Regions from separate parts of the Zea mays genome. Here region 2 is linked to region 1. Evidence: chromatin contacts called from public Hi-C data. All regions are on one chromosome and are shown on one strand. The core of a region is the stretch at or near the end of the contact, and the rest is flanking DNA. Distances in the headings are between cores, read along the strand shown.

What was found. A called contact is a pair of places that touch in the nucleus more often than the background predicts.
Region 2: a Hi-C map of leaf shows a contact between it and region 1, with 6 times the contacts expected there. The contact joins the promoter of LOC100285552 here to the promoter of LOC103626534 in region 1. A contact is called at or near these places in 6 of 25 Hi-C or Micro-C datasets (ear, endosperm, leaf and 2 more).

Annotation. Positions count from the first base shown.
Region 1 is chr5:72,632,272-72,637,300 of Zm-B73-REFERENCE-NAM-5.0, reverse strand. LOC103626534 reads left to right here and starts at 1,558. Exons shown (of 2, transcript XM_008646954.2): 1 at 1,558-1,955; 2 at 2,104-2,482. The coding sequence starts at 1,670. The coding sequence ends at 2,192.
Region 2 is chr5:72,776,656-72,781,634 of Zm-B73-REFERENCE-NAM-5.0, reverse strand. It overlaps LOC100285552 (ethanolaminephosphotransferase), which reads right to left and starts at 2,367. Exons shown (of 18, transcript NM_001158443.2): 1 at 1,774-2,367; 2 at 1,201-1,210; 3 at 1,068-1,118; 4 at 837-914; 5 at 529-604; 6 at 424-446; 7 at 243-343. The coding sequence starts at 1,910. LOC103626541 reads right to left here and starts at 3,499. Exons shown (of 1, transcript XM_008646955.2): 1 at 2,783-3,499. The coding sequence starts at 3,499. The coding sequence ends at 2,987.

The DNA of each region.
Region 1 (5,029 bases), core at 309-2,808:
CCGCTTTTATAAGACCAATTGAAGGACCGAACCAGGCGACCAGAGACGAGGCCGGGCTAAAATGGGAGCTAACAAATTTTTTTTTTGATTTAGGCAATATTGGCTTCCTTTCTAAAACTTCATCCAATCCGACACATGTCTACCACACACTCACGCTCTGAACACCAATTAAGGACATGTACTGCACCTATGTACCATGTTTGTTGCAGCGTCTCTTACAAGACAGACAAAGAGAGAACCTCGTCTTTCTGGATCTATATGCATGTACCAAATCTTTTCGCATCAATTATTGCCATCAGAATGTTTATGCACCAAAGCAATTCGAGGTGTACTACACACAAATAAATCCATGTGCATGTATATACACTACTAGCTAGTATAGTACACCCAGACAAGGAAACCGAGACTCGCAAGACCAAAACATCGCTGCAGACTGCAGTAGCATATACATAAAATTAGCTAGCTCTGCGTGCATGTTCCAGCAACGTAATTAAGCTTGCACTTGCGCACACGCTGCTAGCATTCTTCTTTCGTGCACGGATGCCGTGCAGCCCTTTAACACACCCTGGTCCAGTCCGCTCAAAGTCCACCATCGCCAGGGCTGGACGTTCAAACGCTCGCAACGGTCTATTAAGACGGGCACCTCGCTCTGAAAAACTAGACTGAGAGAGAAGAGAAGTCCGTCCTTATAAGAGCACCACGGGTCCACATACCCCTTGGCTTGGCGAGATGGTACTAACCCAGGGCGTACATATCGGTCCCTCACATCACACCCCCATAAGATGGGAAAAAATTGCTATTTTGTCACATTCCACCTCTTTGCTATTATGTCACCTTATGTCTATGACTTTTATGATCATTTGTGTCTATAATTTGTGGCCTGATGGTAAAATAGAGAAACCTAAACTGAGAGTGACAAAATAGCAAATAGCCCAATAAAAGGTCCAAAGCTCTCCCAGACAATAACGACAATGTGGGCTCCGATACCAATTGTAACGCACCCCTGGGGCAGTCCGCCTAAAGTTCACCGTCGCCTGTGTCGGACGTTCATACGCTCGCAGCAGCCTATTCAGACGGACACCTCGCTCTCAAAACCTAGGCTGTGAGAGAAGGATTATAAGGGCACCCTGACCCCCTTGGTTAAACGAAGTAGTACTAACATAGTACGTGCATACCGGTTCCTCACAAGCTCGACATTTTTCACATAGACATACAAGCAAGCAATTTTCATCCATCCTCCCCGACATTTCTCACATAGACATACAAGCAAGCAGGTTTCATCCATCCTCTAAGTTTGATCTACTGATCTTGGCGCAAACTTGTGGTTCTGGACTCTGGAGATGGTGTCAAAAAAAATGATACCAACCAACAGCTACATACTTCCGGTTCTGGAGATGCACACAAATTCAGTTTACCTGGCGCAAACTTGTGCAGGAATTCATCCGCTAGCTCAGCTAAACACACACACGCGCGCGCGCACGGGAGAGGAGAATCACACACGTCTCATCAGCTCAGTCTCAGGCTCTCCGCCTAGCGCCTATATATACGCACGCGCACACGACCGAAGGGTGATCGACAAGCAGCAAAAACACAGGCTACCTCGATCTCTAGCTATAGCTACCAGTGTCTTCTTCAGTTCCTTGAGAGGAGGAGAGAACCCAAGAATATAATGGAGGGGAAGAAGAGCAGCCTCGCCTGCTGCTGCCTGCTCATGTTCCTGCTGCTGTCAGCGCAGCAGCAGCAGGTGGCGGGCCTGTCCAAGTTCTGCCGCTGCTACCGGAACTGCTACACCGACTGCAGGAAGTCCACGGGCCGCTACCCCTGCAACGCCAACTGCTTTCAGGACTGCATCAACGGGATGCTGCCGCCGGCTCCGGCGGAGGTCGTCGTCCCCGCCGACTGCCGCGACATCTGCCTCATGGGCTTCTGCGGCTCCATGGAGATCGCCGGTGACGGTGAGGCCAGCTAGCTAGCTAACTTCTGGACAATAATCTGATAGACAGGCATATATGCATGCATGCATACTTCAGTTCGATAGTATAACCTTTCGATCATAGATGAATGAAATCTGACTGCTTCCTGTGAATTAATGTTGTATTTCAGCCGTGGCTGGGGATGCCGAGGCGTGTGTGGCTGACTGCACCAAGAACCTCGGTGCCTTTGCACCAAGTGCAGCCAAGACGATCAACTGAAGCATGCATTAGGGCCCGTTCGCTTGTACAGGATTAAACCGGAATTCGTTCCAGCTCATCAAAATCTATATAAATTAAAGAAGTAATCCGGTTAGGAATTAATTCGAAGCTCCAATCCCTAAAAACCGAATAGGGCCTTATGCATCTGAGAGAGTGGCTTGAGATCGAGTTGAGAGCAACAGATAGAGTTCCATCAGTGTAATGCAATAATTGGATGTTTAAGCGATCCTATATATAATGTACTCCCTCCGTTCCAATTTATAATTAATTTGCGCTAAGTTTTACCGGCTCGTCTTATTAAAAAAATATTTATTATTATTTTTTTAGTTGATACTCAATCTATACTACTCTATTAAGAAACTAATGTGGATACTTGGTGCTACCACAGCTTCACCCTCCGTGTTGACATTCTGGGACCGCCCCACGCGCCCCACCTCAGCGCCGTGCTCTGTAGGCCCCACGCCCAACGCTCTCTCAGCTACTGCCCTGTGGACCCCCATGTCCGCACAGCTAGCTACTGCGCATGTGTCACACCCGGATTTTAGGGGTCCAAAACCCGGGCGCAAACATAATCACCAGGTGTGCTGGGACCAAGTCTCACACATATAATGAATCATGGCACAGGATCGAATGTCACATCTTTACTATATAACAGGAGTTCTATACAAAATAAATAAATAATTACATCATATGAGGAAACGATCCAGCAACCCAAAGTTGACTGCGAGACGACGACCTAGACCTCTCACGAACACATCGCAGCATCCTCCACGCGCCTCATCCTGCGGTACCTGTTCTTGACCTGTGGGGGGGGTGTGAGACAGCAAGAGTGAGCTCACATACGTTCATCGCTCAACAAGTTGTGGGGAATAATGTGCATGAACTCGCCAAAGATGGGAGCTCACGTGAAGTGTAAGGCTTACCAAAGAGGATGGCTGAAGCTGAGCATTGCTTTTAAAGTTGGTCAAAATTTTATTAGCCATTACTAAGTATAAGTAAATACCAACCCAATTAAATAGTAGAACAGAAGTAACAACATCACCTGCGATGCAATGCATATGACAAATTGAATTTAAGTTCCATAGATTAATCATGTGAGTGTCCGAGCCGCTCATGACCGTGAGCACGGCTAGTATACCAGTTTTACACTCTGCATAGGTGGCACATCTTTACCCACAAGTCATGTTACCCATCTGCCAAGGGATCGCGACTTCCCATACACCTCTACCGAGGAGGCGAGGCAGGGTAACACTACGAGGCCTTTACAAAGTTCCACTAGCTTCAGAAAACCCGCTACAGTTTATAGGAAGCTCCAATGCAGGAATCCCTTGCAGGACCGCCATCGCAGCAAAATCCTCCCGAGGGCCTCCCTACACTGACCACTCCCCTACTGCCCTTGCCCCTTTCAGGTAAGGTAGTCTTCCACTAGCTTTCCTAATTAATCGGCCAAGGGCGTCCCATTAAACCCTTGTGGTAGCACTGTTTTCCCGGGTGGTTCTCCATGTTCCAATTAACATAATGATCTTATCATGAACAGTGATAATAAACAGATAATAAAAGTGTGATCATGAATAATGTATCTTCATACCCAAAACCACATAAAGCACTAGCAAGTACTACCCAAAAAGTTCAGTGGTAAACAAGGTATAAAGATAGTCAAAACTAGGGTAACCTATTAGGTCCCATCAAAATTAACCTATGCAGATCATTATGATTAATTAGAACATGAGTGGGTAAAAAGAAGTGATCAAGGGCACAACTTGCCTGGCACTTGAGATTCCAGGTACCAGGATGATCTTCAGATGACTCGTGACCTCACTGCTAGTCGTAGCAATACAAACAAACATTGTATAGGAAAAATTAACATTACACCAAACATATATGCAAAATACACAGTAATAATCTACACATTAAAATAAAATTCTAGGAACAGAAATCATAATTTTTGGAGTTATAGATTTTAAGATATGAATTTTTAAAGGTTTTATTGTGTTTAAAATAGATTAAGTGAGGAATTAAACTTCTTACTGTTTTCATGACCAAACAGAGGCTCTAAGTGATAAAGAATAAAATTACAAAAATTTAGAAAGTGGAATGGCTCAATTTGGACCAAAAATGGATTCTCTACGAATTATTGAAGTTCTAGCAATTATTTTCCTATTAAAAATCTATTTATAAATCATTTTCCCTGATTTTATTATGTTCTGGACTGGGCGCACTATTTCCAGAGAACCCAGGGGGCTCGGGGTAAAAATCTGTAGACCCAGAGCACAGCGATATAGGACGGCGGGTTAATTTCTGTTTTACACAGGGTCTCTTTAGCAAAAAGGCTGGCTGAAGGGGTATTGCGCGATATCTGCCGTCAGATCAGAAATGAATGCCCCTGATTAGAATAGCTTTAACTCGAATCGGTAAGCAGCCATGGTCATTGGATCCCGGGTGGATGGCTCGGATTCAAAATCGCCCAGAGTGAGTCGCGGCCGCCAGATCCGGATCGGACGACCCGAAATCGCCGTCCGCAAATTACTACGGTCTAACCCATCTCCACCACACAAATTACATCTAACGGCTCGAGGCGAAATCCCCAAACTCACACCCGTGGCCGGAACACGCGACGGCGCAGCCACCACACGGCGGCGGGTTCACCGGAGCTCGCGAAATCCGGTCCTCCCGAGCGCCAAACCCAAATTGAAAGGCGCCGCACGATCTAGAGGGCAATGCGAACCGCATGGAGGAAAACTCACCATCAATAATGGCGCAGAGACGACTGCCCACGGAGAGGTGCGGATTCGTGGCGGAGTCTTCACCACGGCGAGCAATTGCCGGTCCCCTGCGCC
Region 2 (4,979 bases), core at 1,118-3,617, 140 kb before region 1:
AGGAAAATATATTGTGTTTGTTTTTTTAAACAGAGAGAGAGAGGGAGGGAGAGCCTCCAGAGGACTTTAAGAGTCACATGGGACATGGGAGACATTAATCTAAAGAACTATGACCCATTTGGCAAGATATGTATATTACAGAAGTATTAAATGTGCAAATTGGTTTAGAACAATGATTGATCCTACGACAGCTGGATGTTCTATTCATCAATGGTGGGCAAGGAAAGAACACAAGAACTCACTGTTCCCAGGTTGCGAAGTAAAATGGGACAGCTGAAATGAACCAAAACCAGAAGGTAGCCTTTCCACACATCGCCGTGCTTCCAAAAGCCAAGGATTCAAACTAGTATATAAAAAAAATGAGCTCACAACGACTTGAAAATCATTGCACTTGAAATAAAAAATATTGACAGGTGGTCTTACAGCACACGCAAGCGCATCACATCCTGCACAGGATGCAAACTTGTCAGCATCATACGATATTTCTTAAAACTGAGTACACCTACTTAAATTCCAACTGGAGATTACCGTGGTCAAAAAGCTCGCCTAGAGGACTTGATGAGTTGGTACGCCTTGCTTGTTTTCCATCCACAGCATCAAAAGTCTGCATAAACAACATTCGATGTAAACTAAAAAAATGGAAGGATTGACGTGATATTTCAATAAAAAATGAAGCTATTAGATCCAGGAAAACCGAAAACCCCAATGAGAAGTTCAGAAAGATATTCAGGGATCCTAAGATCCACAAAATTGATTACGAAAACCTAGATACCATGGATGTGAAGATGCCTTGAATTAAAAAGAAGTGCTAGAAGTGCACATAAAGACTTTCAAACCTGATAAAGAAAGAGAAGCAGTCCATGAGCAAGGTGAACCCATCTGGGGGGTGCTGTATCTAGATGGGGTGAATATAACTGCACGTAGAATGGAAGCAATAATAATGCTCAAACTTTCTGAATTATTAGTAGTGTAGTACTATGATCATCAAGAAAGGAAAAACTTGCACATATATTATATATATAAGAACAATACAGGACCATTTCGTATGTATTGAAAACTTTACTTACAAAGCCAAGGAATGCTGATGTCAGTAGAAACATGAAACCTGTCAGTGTAATCTGGAAAACAAATGCATCAATACTCAGGATTTCAACAAAAGAAGCACAGTTCATTGTAACAGTATGTGAATTGAACTCTTACCATGTTCGGTCTGCAGATCATCCCAGTATCAGTCAACCAAGACAATGAATAAAAAGATAATGTTAGCACTCGGCGCGGATATCTAGGAAAAAGAAGCGACAGCTTGATGTGTGCAAGCATTAGGTTGAAGGAAGAACGCGAGCATAGTTTACTTAAACTAATCCGGAAGAAGTAGAACATATGCAAACCAAGCTTTTTCGGCCTTGCAAGACGGGGGCACCTAGCAAAAGCCGTTGATTTTGTGGCTGTGTGCAGCCCCTGTCCCTGTAGATTGCTCACCAAAGCTAAAGATGGTTCCTCAGGCTAAGCTAAAGGTCGGGGCCCCGGGTTACAGAACATTAGCGCCATGAAAGCTCGAATTTGCCCAGATCAGGACAGTGTGGCCAATAGGAACGGAATGGCAGCAAGATGGTGGAGGCAGGCAGGCAGGTAGCCACCATCGGGGGTCTGAAAACAATCTTTAGCCTGTAACCGGAAAACCAATCGCTCGCAAGACGCATTTGGCAACGGAGAGCACGGACGGAGAAGCAATAACCAAAGAGAGAGGGGGGAACGGGAGAGGAGGCGGCTTACGGGAACCATAGCGGGAAGATGTTGACGAATCGGGACCAGAAGGGCTGGAGGATGTACTTGGCGACGAGCGAGTGGTCGACGCCGCTGTACTTGTAGCGCCGCAGCGTGGCGACGCCGTGGTGGCCAATGTAACCCATCTCGCTCCCCTCGCCGCGCCTCGGGACGGACGGAGTCAGACGGACAGAATAGCAATCCCCAGATCTGAATCCCCGGAAGAGGAGAACACGTGCGCGGGAGGCGGCGTGCCCTGTGGTGCAGGAGAGACCGCCGGCGCCCGGTTGCGTCACAGCCTCACAGGGATGGTCTGACGGGGAGCGAAGAGGACGGAGGAGGAGAAAACCAAGCGGAATGAACGGGTCGGAGGGGGAACGGGAACTGTGCGCTTTTGCGGTTTGGTCCCTCCGCTTGCACCGTATTATGTCCGCTCTAGTCCTTGTGCGTGTGGCTGCAGAGCCGCCGTCGGGGACCGGCGGCGGCGGACAGGACAGGGAGGGAGAGAGGGACCACGGGACAGCGGGCAGCCAGAAGCAGAACCTGCTCCACTTGGGCCGTTTTTGTGCGACTGGATGTGGATGGGGTTTTCTATTCGGCGATGTCGGAGTCTGAGAAGAGGCCCCTGCTACCCATGGCAAGGGTGCACCGCGGGCTAGACGAAATGTGTGGCTTAGGTAGTGTTTGGTTCAGGAGCCAACTAGAACGGAACCGTTCCATCCCTGATTCTAGGAATGGAGCCGCTCTGTTTTGTGTTTGGTAAGCTGGAACGGAACGGCTCTGTTTTTTGTTTGGTTGCAGAGTGAACTGGAACACAGTGGCTCCATCCTTTGTTTGGTTCTAGAGTGAAGTAGAACGGAGCGATTTCATTTTGTGTTTGGTTCAAGAGTAAAACATAATGGAGTGGCTATGCTCTATATTTGTTTGATGAGTGCAAATAGATAATTTTCTCCATTAGTCAATCTGTATTTTAAGATATGACACATTCATACAACCATTAGTCATATCTTAAGATGACAAATATAACTATAGATCATAAAATGTATAATAATTACTCCATAATCTTACACATGACTCATCCATACAACCATCACAAAAGTGTTATGTCAAAAATAAGTTTCATAACATATCACACACATGTCCATACATAGTTTCAAACAAACATAGGTCCTTACATAGATCCATACAAATTGTGAAATGTATTATTAGATTACCATAAAGCCTAAAACTTCTCATTAACGAAGTCGGTAATCATAGAGACCTTGTAAAGCAATGGCACATCCATGAAAGCATGTGCAATGTCAGGATTAGAAACCAAATGAGAATAATACTTGGACTTGTGCGCAATCTCAAATCCTGGAATATTGTCTACAGCTTCAAACAAACCAGCTGGCAAAGGTTTGTTTGCTGCCTCCTTGATGGCACTGGCTAGTGTTTGAGTGGCATGCTGAAATGCTTCAACTAAGAATTCAGTACCATTGTCTTCCCTCTTGGCCTTCTTGGATGGTTTAGTTGCAGATGTTGCTGCAGTGTCATTCTCATGGACAGCACTAGATGTTGCAATACACCCTTCCTTTTGCACATCTTCACCATCATCAACAGCAAGAGGGTCATTTGATGTCTTTGCAAATCGTCCTGATGCAACACTATTGCCAAAAATTGTAGCAAGGTTGCCATAATAGGGAAGAGGCTTGTTTATAAATTCATCATCACCCTTGTTTCTTTCATCCTGCATGCAATAAGATAATTAGTGCATAGACATCAACATTGCATTCAATAAAAAACTATGATGAAGCAAAATATATTACCTCAAAATGACACTGCAATACTTGTTTGAATTTCTTCTAGCAAAAACTATGATGAAGCAAAATATATTACCTCAAAATGACACTGCAAACTATGATAATTAGTGCCTAGCTCGGTTCATATTCGGTTTGACTCGAATCAAATCGACTCGTTTGAATTTCTTCTAGCTTTCGTTAACGAGTCAGCTCGCAAGCTAAACGAGCTACCACATTTTAGCAAAACAAAACTATATACATGTCATTTACTGAATACTTGATGAACATGTTATATATATGTGAGGTGTTTATGGCATATGAGTTAAACTAATGATTAATGACATATGTCTATGTGTTAAATTGGTCTATGCAAATATAATTGTGGGTTAAACTGATGAACATATATGTGAATTGTGAATTGATGAGTGATGAATTGTGCTAATTTGGTGTTACATTGACGTGGGTTGTGAATCTATGAGTATAATTACTATTTTTTCTATTGTTAAATTAGTTTAAAACTAACTAAAAATTAATTAGTATGTATATATTTTTCCCGGTTTTGTCTCGCGAGCTAAACGAACCAGCTCGAGCTCGTAAAAGAACCGTGTCAAATTGATTTTGTGGCTCGTTAGCTTAACGAGTCAGTTTTGAACGAGCTGGCTAGTTATCGAACCTATGCACCGCCACCGTGCACTGCATTGCATGCACGAGAAACGGAATGTACTCCGTTTAGGCGCCGTTCGGTTGTTACGGATCGGTGGGTCGGAACGATTCCTAACCGGATTACTTCTCTAATCTATATAAACTTTGATTAGCTGGAACGATTTCAGGTGCAATTTAGAACAAACGGACAAGGCCTTACTATGTCAGACAACGGATCAGAAAAGTGGTAAGGTCCGTCCGGGTCCGACGCACATAATGCTCCGTCTTTATTGAAGGAAATTAGCAATTTACATGATAATGTAATACTAGACGGTTGCATTTTCCTACAGTTGTTATATATTATATAATATATATCATATAAATAGGTATTGAGATATTTCTAAACACTAAGTTATGTGTGGTCTGATGGTTAATACTAAATTTCTGAAGTAAAAGTTGTAGGTCCGAGTGATCGTTTTGCACTATTTTTACGTGTGGGGCCCACAGGACACGACGCCAAGGAGCGACGCGTGGTCGAGACGCGTGGAGCGGGCCCAGAGTATCAGCGCGAAAGATAAAGCTTTGGTAGCATCAGGTGCCCAGTTAGGTTCTTAAGAGAGTACTAGCCAGTTGTCGTGCTTTGCTAGGGTTCTATATACCATATAAATATGTACTAGGTGGGTGCCTGTGCGTTGCAACGGAAACATAGAATACTACGATAATTTATGTAGAAATATGTGTTATAGTGTTATAAGAAACGATTTTGTAATCTATTTCTAGGTGAGTTGCCGA